Regions from separate parts of the Zea mays genome. Here region 2 is linked to region 1. The links are chromatin contacts, called in public Hi-C maps. All regions are on one chromosome and are shown on one strand. The core of a region is the stretch at or near the end of the contact, and the rest is flanking DNA. Distances in the headings are between cores, read along the strand shown. Region 1 has its middle 14 kb from the start of LOC103646067. Region 2 has its middle 19 kb from the start of LOC109943968.

Evidence for each region. Hi-C and Micro-C count contacts between places; a contact is called where the count stands out from the background.
Region 2: a Hi-C map of tassel shows a contact between it and region 1, with 2.5 times the contacts expected there. The contact joins two enhancer-like sites. A contact is called at or near these places in 3 of 25 Hi-C or Micro-C datasets (ear, leaf and tassel).

The regions. Positions count from the first base shown.
Region 1 is chr2:17,966,778-17,972,348 of Zm-B73-REFERENCE-NAM-5.0, forward strand. No RefSeq gene overlaps it. Among protein-coding and RNA genes, the nearest start is that of LOC103646067, 14 kb to the left of the region's middle. Within about 2 kb of position 3,899, at least 19 of the 20 cell types and tissues checked have an H3K27ac peak or open chromatin away from gene starts, as enhancers often do. A contact at or near this core is called in ear, leaf and tassel, where this site is marked.
Region 2 is chr2:18,121,947-18,127,630 of Zm-B73-REFERENCE-NAM-5.0, forward strand. No RefSeq gene overlaps it. Among protein-coding and RNA genes, the nearest start is that of LOC109943968, 19 kb to the left of the region's middle. Within about 2 kb of position 1,680, at least 19 of the 20 cell types and tissues checked have an H3K27ac peak or open chromatin away from gene starts, as enhancers often do. A contact at or near this core is called in ear, leaf and tassel, where this site is marked.

The DNA.
Region 1 (5,571 bases), core at 2,649-5,148:
GTGCCATATTCTTTGCCGAGTGTTTTATTTCGGGCACTCGGTAAAGAGCTTTTTGCCGAGTGTCACGCAAAAAACACTCGGTAAAAGAAAACACTCGGCGAAGAAGCTCTTTGCCGAGTGTTTTATTTTTGACACTCGGCAAAGAGTTTCTTTGCCGAGTGTCTTTTTTTGACACTCGGCAAAGGGCTCTTTGCCGAGTGTCACAGATACAACACTCGGCAAAGAACTCTTTGCCGAGTGTTTTTTCTCCAACACTAGGCAAAGACAATTTAAAAATCACATTTTAAAGTAGTACATTAATTCAAATGAAAAAGTTTTCAACTACAAATTTGTATAACTCATCATGATGTACAATTTATATATTGAACATTTCTTCATATGACAAAATAAAAATAAATTTGTTCATAAAACCTATATCTCTCTCGTAGTTTATGAAACTACGAGAGAGACGTATAGAATTTGTGCATATTGTTAGAACCATCATCTGAGATAAACAAATTACCAAACAACCAAAATAAACTTTGTAGATCTTGAGAAGTTATAGAAGTTTATAGTTGATAACTTTTTCATTTGAAGTCATATTGTCAACGAAAACTATGTCTGAATTTAAAAAATTTAAAATTTGAATTTTGAAAACGACTTCGAAAGGAAAAACCACCAACATGAAAGTTGTAGGTATTGAAGAGTTATGAAACTTTGTAGTTGACAATGTTTTAGTTTGAAATCATCTTGTTATGCAAAACTATGTTTGAATTTTAAAATTTGAATTTTTCAAACTGTCTCGGATGGAAAAACCACCAAAATAAAAGTTGTAGGTCTTAAAATGTAATGAAACTTTTTAGTTGACAATTTTTTTATTTGAAATCATCTTATCATTGAAAATTTCGTGTGAAGTTTTTAAATTTAAAATTCAAATTTTATAAACGGTCTCGGATGTAGAAACTATTAAAATAAAACTTTTAGATCTCAAAAAGTTATGCAACTTTATAGTTGGTCACATTTTCAAATGAACTCATTTAGTGCCTTAAATAATCAAATTACTCTCGATTTGTTATAGTACATGGGAATGGAAACGTAATATAAACATAATTGGTGTAGTAGTGTAGTGGTATAGGAGGGTATGCGCGAGAGAGAGGTTGCGAGTTCGAATCTCACCATTTACAAAACATATAAGTTTGATTCAAAATAATAGTGAAAAATGATAGGGCAACGGGTAAGGTAATAGGGTAGGGTTGGAGAGTTGTTCCTAGAATTTAAAAAATGTTTTCCTGTTTTTTTTAATTTTTTCGATTCTTAATTTGCCGAGTGTTTTTCTTTGCCGAGTGCTTTTTGACACTCGGCAAAGTCTTTGCCGAGTGTCTGAAAAAAAGCACTCGGCAAAGAACCCTTTGCCGATGAAATCTTTGCCGAGTGTTCTTTGCCGAGTGTTACACTCGGCAAAGCCTTTGCCGAGTGTAAAATAGCCTTTGCCGAGTGTCTTAGACACTCGGCAAAGAACGCGATTCCGGTAGTGTATGTAAATACGTGTCCACGTGACCACGTCCACGCGTCTGGCACGTAGCCAAAGAACGCCACAAATTAAAGTAGCTGAGGTCGACATGCCAGAGAGTACGTACGTACGTGCGTGCGTTATGACGCGGCCACGACAGCACAGGAAGCTAAAACACAAGAGGTGATTAATGCTTTGCCTGCGTTGTCGTCTTGCTCACTTTTTATTTACACGTCATTCATGTTAAAGTTTTTCCTAACATTAAACGTATGTGACTTTGATCATTTGTTTTTTTTTAAAAAAAATAGATTTTGTAATATCAGATCCATGCTTTTAGATTCACTAAAAACAACATCTCTTTTATAACATATAAGTCATACGTGGAAGAAACTAAAAAAATTGTCCAATGAATGATCAGAGATAGCAATATTTGGTTCAGACCAAACCAAACGTACGTGTAAAAAAAATCGGGGGGAGTGGAAAGGACTAGGAGCCGATGTGATAAATGATTAGGGCCTGTGGTTGCGATGGATCACGTGGGCCAGCGGTGCTGGCAAACACCGTACGGCCGACAACACGGACGCGGACAAGGCGAAGGTACTCGGCCATCACCGTGATGGGCACCCGACTCCCGTAGCGAGAGGCGAGAGCGACAGCGAGACGGGAGAGAGAGAGAGAGAGAGAGAGAAAAAGAGGAAGCGTCGTCGCGCGTCCGTCCATTATCAGGACGCGAAAGGGCCTAATCATGCGGAGCGGTGGCGCGATCGACCACGATGTTTCTTTTCCAAATCCAAGGCCCGTCCACCGCCTGGATCTTTCGCCCTTTCCGCACCCCGTCCCCATACCGGTAGCCGGCGGTAGGGAACAAGTTGCCGTTATGGGGCAACAGTACAAGCACTGTACACCGGCGTCTCTGTACGTACGTGACGTATACTAGGATGATGTTCACGGCTGTGTAGCTCTATAGTGTACTGTATGATATGTAGTAGCCACTAGTGTACTGTGACTGTCGAGTGTTATTAACGCATTAGTCTGACGCGCATCTGGTTCGTGGCCTTAATCTCTATGTCAGGGGCAGGCCACACGCGATCCGTCGAGTTGATACTGAGAGCCAAAGCATATATATATATATATATATATATATATATATATATATATATATATATATATATATATATATATATATATATATATATATATATATATATATATATATATAAGCAATTTGTACGCGCGTACGTACGCCGTGCCGCGATCCATCAATCGGTTAAATACGACGAGCCGTGCGTCGCGCCGGCTCGGCGCGCATACGCATAAGTTTTTAAACACGTACGCCGTGTCCTCGTCGCGCTGCTGGTTGGTGGCCGCCTCTTTTGTTGCCTTGCGTGCGGAGCTGCCTCCTTCCATGCGGGCCACGGTATTAGTTGATCGCTCGTCCTGGCCTGCTCGTTGCACTCGAGCTCGCTGTTCACATGTAGCCCATCCTGTGCGGCCCGGGGAACAGTTCCGGAGCTGGTGATTTGTAGTTCGTTTGGGAACCTCAAATTCCCTTCCGGATTAGAGGAGTTTGAGGTGAAAATTGTTGAGAAACCCTAATAAAGTGTTATGTGGACAAATACTGAATATAGCCCTGAGGGCTATCGCGTCTCTATATATAGAACATGTACCCTTCATATGGAATAGAGAAGAGAAATAGGTCAGAGGCCCAACCCTATATCCAGTGTCTCGCGTGTTTCCTCTGTCGTGCTTATGGTAAGGTAGACGGGTTCTCTACATCTTCTTGCGCCTCTACTGCTGACGGGAGGGAAGGGAGCGGATCTGGTGATCCGTGGTAACGTAGGTCTCAACAAAAATAAACTAATTTTCTCTCTAATCACCTTCACCTTCATTTCTGAAGTGGATTTGAGTTTCCAAACTAGCCCTTAACGTATTTTACGACATAAAATGGCACTGCAAGAACTCCAAGAGATTCTATATTCTTCCATCCTATAGTTAACATGAATTGAGATTTATGTAAAAAAAAACCTCCAACAACTTATCTAAATAGTTATCCAAGTGTAACCATATTTTATTCTAGATTTCTCGTAGCCAAAGATAGAAAACGTAAATGATTCTCTAAAATGCACATAAGATATATACACAAGTTGGTGGAGATTGATAAGATATAGAAATTGATTCTTATGCAAACCACTCTCCTAAATAATAATTTAGATAGTGAAATTTATAAACACTTCTAGAGATGCTCAGAGTGACAAGCGGCTATCTCAAACAGCTCATCCACTAGTTTATAAACAATGCAATGGTAACGGGATGGGTCACCTGACAAATGCTGGGCCGAGTACGCTGGCCGAATGGGAAGTCGATGGGCTGCCTTATGGTAGAGGGATGACGGTATCCCTGATCTCCAAGGTTGAGGTCCAGGTGAAAAAGTAGGCCCAGAGGAAATGCTTGATGAAAGGAGAACTGAGTCTACCATTGATATGGGCCTCTCATATTTTCTGGGCCGACTCTCGTTGCCTAGCCCAACCGGCCGTTCCCATGATGTTTTATGCTCTCGGAACTAATTCTCCAACAAGAGAGGAAAAAAAAAGATCACGCACCTGAGGCAAACTGTCCCGCCGACTGACTGAGTGACTGGCGTTCCGTCCACCGGCGCAGCACGGAGCGGGGACCGTTACAGGTTTACAAACTCGAACCGCGCGCGTTACAGGTTTACAGCAGGTCAGCACCTGCACCTGCAGGCTGCACCGCTGCACGAACAATTCCCGGCACGGCGGCACCCGAATCGAAACGGAAAGGGAGCGGGGACCGGAGCGCTAGGGACATTCCTGGAGCGACATGGACGGGAGAGCGAGGGGCGTCTGCAGGTCCCCGCGCCGCGCCGATGGAGCGAGTCCGGCCTAGGATGGATAGCGACCTCCACCGTGGCTCCATTTAGGCTTGGCCTACCATCTCCACCGCGCCCCGCGCGTGCGTCGTCGTGGGGAGGGAGGACGAGAACAGGTTGACTTGATGGTGCGGAGCAGAGCAAGGGAGTGGAAGTGGTGGTGGTGGTTGGTCGTCCCGGGCGCCGGTGCGTCCACTGAGATTTGGAGCAGGTCAGACTTCAGGCCGTGCTCGTTTCCGGCTCGTCCTCCTGTCCCCTTCGGTCCTTCCGCTTCGCGGGCCGTCGCCACTCGCCAGCCAGCGGGTCAATCCGGAGCGGCGCGTGGTGACCTCACCGGCAGCTAGCTAGTGGAAGTGGAGTGCTGGGCCGCCCAGGCGAATAAAACCTGACCTGCGAATAGGAGGCGTTACGTGCCGTGTCGTGTGTGCCTGTCGACCCGCGCGCTACACTGACTGACAGAAATGGATGTGTGGTTCCAGTGGCGGTGCATGTGGGCGCAAATGGCCACGGCACGGCACGGCACGTCAAATCTTCTCGGTACGTGTTCCACAGTGACGTAACGCTCGCTAGAGAGCGCAGCGCACACAGACACAGCGAACCTTACCTAGCATGCAGACGCCCAACAGTTCGTCTCGTCGTCGTGTGGCTAGGATAGATACGAGACCCTGCGTGCGTGCGTGCGAGACGTGTTTCTTTATTGTCAAAGGGTCGCGCACGAAAGGTGCAGCGCAACGAGTTCGGTCAGATACGCGGCGGATTTGATTTGACATCTGGCAGTGTTTATTAAAACTCGGCCGGGGAGGGAAAGACCGCCCTCCCGGTATTATATTAAGAAGAGACCGAAACATGGTCCCGGCCGAGAAAATCCTCGAACCCTGGCCCCCATCACTAGCGGGCCGTCACCGCCCACTCTGCAACGGCCCAGCCGGAGGGTGGCGCGCAGGACGTAACCCGAGAGCGGGTGGGGCACAACGAGGGGATTTTTTTAACCAAGCCAGAAATTCGCCCCCGAGGGGGATCGAACCCAGGACCTGGAGGTGCTACTCGGAAGCCTTAACCATTACGCTAGAGGCCCTTTCGCTGCTGGCAGTGTTTATTCGCTTCACATATATTCTTCCGCCTGCCCGCGGGACGGGCCGAGTGGTCGACTCTTCTCAGGAAACATAAAATATTGCTTAATAAATATATATAGTAT
Region 2 (5,684 bases), core at 430-2,929, 150 kb after region 1:
CGTCGGACAGAGGGGAGTGGCCGCTGGGCGCTGGCTAGCTGCTGCTGTCCGGACAGACGGCGAGGCTGCTTTTCCACCAGTTCTCAGATTTCACCTGCCTGATCATCTTGGGCCCCGAGCGAGCAGCGGCAGCAGGACAAAGCTGCGATAGAACGAACGGGAGAGCAAAGGTTCCTGCGGTTCTGCGGCTTCTGCCTGCCCTTGCCCTGCCGCCGGCTCACGGCTCACACGCTCGCCGACTTGACACTTGGGAGGGGAAGGCCTGGCCTGGGGCCCGGCCGTTTGGCTTGTGGCTACATATGTACAGAAGGGCCGCGGTCCGAAAGCACGAATGGAAGCAAGCTTCGCCGGCCCGGCACGAGACATGGCACAGCCCGTTTTAACCGGATCCGTGCTAGCCTGGCCCGAATAGGCGTGCCGGGTTCGTGCACAGTATACAGCCTGTTGGGCTAGCACGACACGGTTTATAGATCAGGCCCGGTTAAAGCCCGCTCGTGAAAACAACCCACTCGGCGTCTCGGCCCACACTCCCCACAGGCCACAGACAGACAGCCCACTCGGCCGGATAGATCAGGCCGCAGCCGCTCGTCTCTCTTCCTCGAAAGGCGAAACCCTAATCGCCGCTGCGCCGCCTCTCCGCAGATCGCCGCTCGACGCTCGTCGGCTCTCGTCGGCTCGGCGGTCCTCGGCTTTCGTCTCTCTTCCCCAGTCTCCACCGCTCGGCACCTGTCCTCTGCTTTCACTGTCCAGTGCTGCTCATGCTCTGCTCTGGTCGTGAGTAATCTTGGTTGACACACTAACCCCCCTGCTTTTGCATCCAGGCGACAGGGACGCCGCGAGGGCCGAGCCGTGGCGCCGCCGCGGAGGCGGAGGAGATGCTGGCGCAGAGGAACGTGGAGTCGGTGCTGTTCCGCGGGAAGGTGGTGGCGGAGCAGAGCAACGCGAAGAAGCTAGAGCGGCTGGCGCACGAGCTGGTCAGGGAGCGTGACCGGCGCAGGGCCAGCGCGAGCCCCATCGCGGCGGTGTCTGCCCTCGTCAAGCACCACCGGCCGTCGGCGGCGCCGTCGTACTCGAGCCTCGCGATCGCGAGCATCATGTAGGCCGAGAGCCAACCCACAGCCGGCCGCCAGTAGCCAATTGAAAATGGGCTCGGGCCGGCACGACCCTGTTTTCAGGGTGGGCCTACCCAACACGTTTAGGCCCGCGTCATGCCGGACTTATGCAGCATTTCAAACCCGCAGGTCAATATGGCTCGGCCCGATTTACCTGGCGTGCCTGGCGGGTCGGCCCAATACAGACCGGGCTTCACCGGACCCGGACCGGGTCAGGCAGGACGGCCCGTTTGACCATCTCTACTTGTGGGCTTGTGGCGCCATCCCCGCGCGCACTACTAGTCCCCGGTGTGTGTTCGGCGGCCGCGCGCCAACAGCGACCGGTGCGCCTCCGCCGGCCCCCGCGCGCCGCCGTGGCTCGGTGAATTACTACTCAACTGCAACGTCCCGAACTAGTTGGAGAAGAAAGAGAGAGACACGTTCCGGTCGATCGAACTAGGAACAAGAGAATTTGAGTTCCACGGGACGGAGGGAGGTTACGCTTGACACCGACCGACGTACGTACGTGTAGGTAGGCCGCCATCTGCCGTAGATCTAGGGCCACCACCCACCATTCAATTCCAAGCTGCCAAGGCCCATCTCTGCATGTTGCCGATCGAATTCAATGCGGCAGCCCGATCCCGATGGTTACGATCCGGTACGGCCTCGGCGACGGCGACGCATGTCATCAATGCCCGCCCGCCGGCAAAACAGCCGCCACCCTCCACAACGAACCGGCAGAGCCGCCGAGGCAAAGTACGTAGTACGCTCACGGTCACGGCTCATGACAGAAGCGCCTTGCTGCTCCCATCTCTTGATGCTGATATAACACACACAGTCACAGAGCTCTACTGGTGTATACTACTAGTCCACGCGTACAGGACGGACGTGGATGATTCTGACGTGGACGTCCGGTGAGTTCCGTGTGTTCTCAGATAGTTTCTCATTGCTCACACCATCTTGCTTACGTATCAGGCGCTTACGGGTTACGAAAGCTATGTTGCCCGTGCCCATGCCTCGTTGTCTTGTATGGACCTGCCTGCAGCAAGACGTGACGACTGACGACATATATTATGGCCCTAGCGGCCAAGTCGTCGTGGCGACAGGTACGGTGAGGAAGCGCCTGGGACAGCAGCATTTTCCACTGCGCAGCTCATTCTCACCTGACATAGGGCCTGTTTGGTTCAGCTTTTTTTTGACCAACTTTTCCGAGAATCTAGCTGTGGGGAAAATCTAGCTGTGTAGAGAATCTGAGTATCATTAGGATTACGTATGGAGGAAGATAAAGTTGTCCATGGGACTCAGGATCTATAAAGTGACAGATAACTATTATTGCGACGACTCAACCGATTATATGTTTATGTTGATTTTGAATGGTTTTTACCCAAACGAATTTTATAGAAGCTGACTGAAAAGCTGAGTGTTTGGCTGTCCGCAGCAGCTTCTGGTGGCTAGAAGCTGCAAAAAGCCGAAACAAACGGGGGCATAGGCGTACGTATCTGTGCGCGTCCACTATGTTCGTGTCACCGCAATCTATGCGGCCGAAAAGCACACTGCAGGAGCAGGACCCATCCGCCCCGGCCGGTCGCCATGTGCAGTGCAGTTGCACATGCCTTTCTCAGTACTACATAATAAGAGGCGCGGGTGGGTGGTTGGCGACTCTTTCGACCTTTTCGTTTCGTCAGACTCTTCCGGCACTCGGTGGCTGTTAACTGTTAAGTTGGGGGCTTGCATGCGTTGCATGAATTGCAGTGTTCTTTTTTCATTCACCGTGATCATCTCAGCATGATATAAATAAATGTATAATCCAACCAAAGTTGTCTGTCCATTAAAAGATCGACCACGCCTTCATTCCAGGCGACCACAAGAACTGACACTGTTGGAGTTTGCTTGCCGAGGATATATCTACACCAGAGTGGGAACAATGCCGCGTGCTGGAACAGTAGCTCAGGTTCTCCGAATCATCTCGGCAACAGCACTACTAGCCTACCCCCCCTGTGACGGGAAAATAGGGCGCGCGGGCCTCTTGATCGACTATTGTACTGTGGTAGCTACGAATCCGCCTCCCCATACTTTCTACGTCTTTGGTCTTCGCGAATTCGTCTCCAGAAGGATTGCCATTTTTTTTTTGAATTATAGATCTCCGCTACCACGTGCTATTGGTTGTCCGTGTGCCATCGGTGTGTGACCTTAGAGACTTTTTCCTCGAGACGTATAGAAAACACTATTGGGCATAAAAGGGTGAATTATGCTATACTATATGATTTAGAGTGTGTTGGTTTCCGGTAACTAATTTTTAGTCTCTCCAATTTATTCTATCTTACTCGCTAAATTGCTAAATACGGACACTAAAATAATTTGTTATTCCATTTTAGCCTTTATATTGTCAACACAAAAATTAAAATAATTTTTATTCTAATTTAGTCTCTAGATTTTCAAATACGGAAATTTTTAGCCGCGACAGAAACGCTAGCTACGCTTTGCTAACCAGCTAAACCAAGACTTGTGTCAAAATAGGGATAAGCTATAGTAAATATATATAAACGGGTTTTAAATAAAATAATAATCGAGCCAGAACAGATCGACACTACAGATAGAGACAATGGCTCAAGCACGACACGCCTCGTATATCGAGTCGATACGGTGCCAGGCCAAACCACATGTATCGTTGTCGGATACCGTAATTAGGGGTACCCCCAACACTCCTAAACACGGCTGGTAACCACCATCAGCACAAACCGCAAAGACTGATGGGCGCTATCGGGTACCGTAATTAGGGGTACCCCTAACTCTCCTAAACACGACTGGTAACCACTATCAGCACAAACCGCATAACTGTTGGGCGCGGTTCAGGTCAAGGCCTCGTCTACCAAGGGACGCAATCTCGCCTCGCTCGAGCCCGGGCTCGGGCGGGAACAGTAGTCTCAGATGAATTCATGCCTCGCCCGAGGGCCTCCTCAAGCAGTGGACGCACCCTCGGCTCGCCCGAAGCCCAGCTCGGGCAGGCTTCATCAAGAAGCAACCTTGGCCAAATCGCCTCACCAACCGACCGTATCGCAGGCGCATTCAATGCAGGGATCGTCTGACACCTTATCCTGACACGCGTGCCTCAGTCAGCAAGGTCGAAGTGACCGCAGTCACTTCGCCCTTTCACTGACCGACCTGACAGGAAAACAACACCGCTCGCCCCGCTCCGACTGCTGTGCCACCCACCAGGGTGAGACTGACAATAGCCAAGTTCGGCCTCGGGCGCAACAGGAAGCTCTGCCTCGCCCGACCTTAGGTCTCGGCCTCAGAAGGAGGTCTCTGCCTCAGGGCTCGGCCTCAACCTCGGCCTCGGAAGGAGGTCTCCGCCTCGCCCGACCCCAGGGCTCGGCCTCAACCTCGGCCTCGGGAGGAATCGCGTCCTCGCCCGACCCCGGCCTCGGCCTCAGGAGAAACCTCCGCCTCGCCCGACCTTGGGCTCGGACCAACCGCGCCACGGGGGATACATCATTATCCTACCCCTAGCTAGCTCAGGCTACGAGGGAACAAGACCGGCGTCCCATCTGGCTTGCCCCGGAAACAAGTAATGATGGCTCCCCGCGTGCGTCCATGACGACGGTGGTTCTCAGCCCCCTACGGAAGCAAGGAGACGTCAGCGGGATCCCAGCAGCACCGACAGTTGTGCTTCTATAGGGCTCAGGCACTTCTCCGACGGCCACGTTATCACGTACACAGGGCTCTAGCACCTCTCCGACAGCCACGTTGGCATGTACACAGGGCTCAGGCACCTCTCTGCCAGACACGTTAGTGCATAGCTACACCCCCATTGTACACCTGGACCCTATCCTTGCATCTATAAAAGGGAGGTCCAGGGCCTTCATGCAGGAGGGTCGCGCGGGGGAACGAGCTAACGAACAGGCTCACTCTCTCTCGCGCGAACGCTTGTAACCCCTACTACGAGCACACCCCCTGGTGCAAGATAATACGAGTCGTGTTTCTCCCTTGTGTTCCATCTCGTGACAAACCATCTGGGCAGGGGCACGCAGCGACAAATTTACTCGTCGGTCCAGGAACCCCCGGGTCCGAAACGCCGACAGTTGGCGCGCCAGGTAGGGGCCTGCTGCGTGTTAACGAACACCTTCCCGTTGAGTTCCAGATGGGTAGTCTCCAGCAACCTCTTCAGCCCGAGACGGTGCTCCGCTTCGGGAGTCTCGAGTTCATGTCCCTCGACGGTAGCTACGACATGGTACTCCTCCCCCCTCCGCAGCGCGACAGCAATAACGACGGTCGTCAGCTCGCCCGGCGGCGGCGAACTCGACGACGTCTTCCCCCCGTGGCGGAAGAGCAGCATCCGGGTTTGTCTCGCCACCCTCCTCGCCGCAGGAGGAGGAGATGGGGCAACCGTGGCCAGGCAGGAGGCGGCACCTCGTCGGCTGTCGAGCGAGTCGACGACGCTGACACCCCAGTGGGGGACATGTCGGGCGTTGTCCTCGTACCTAAGACAACGATGAGTGTCGTTTCCCCGCAACGTGCCAACCCCAAGCGGACAGATGACGCCAGCACACTCGCGAAGGACTTGCTAGGCGTTAGCCTCGCACCTGAGATAAC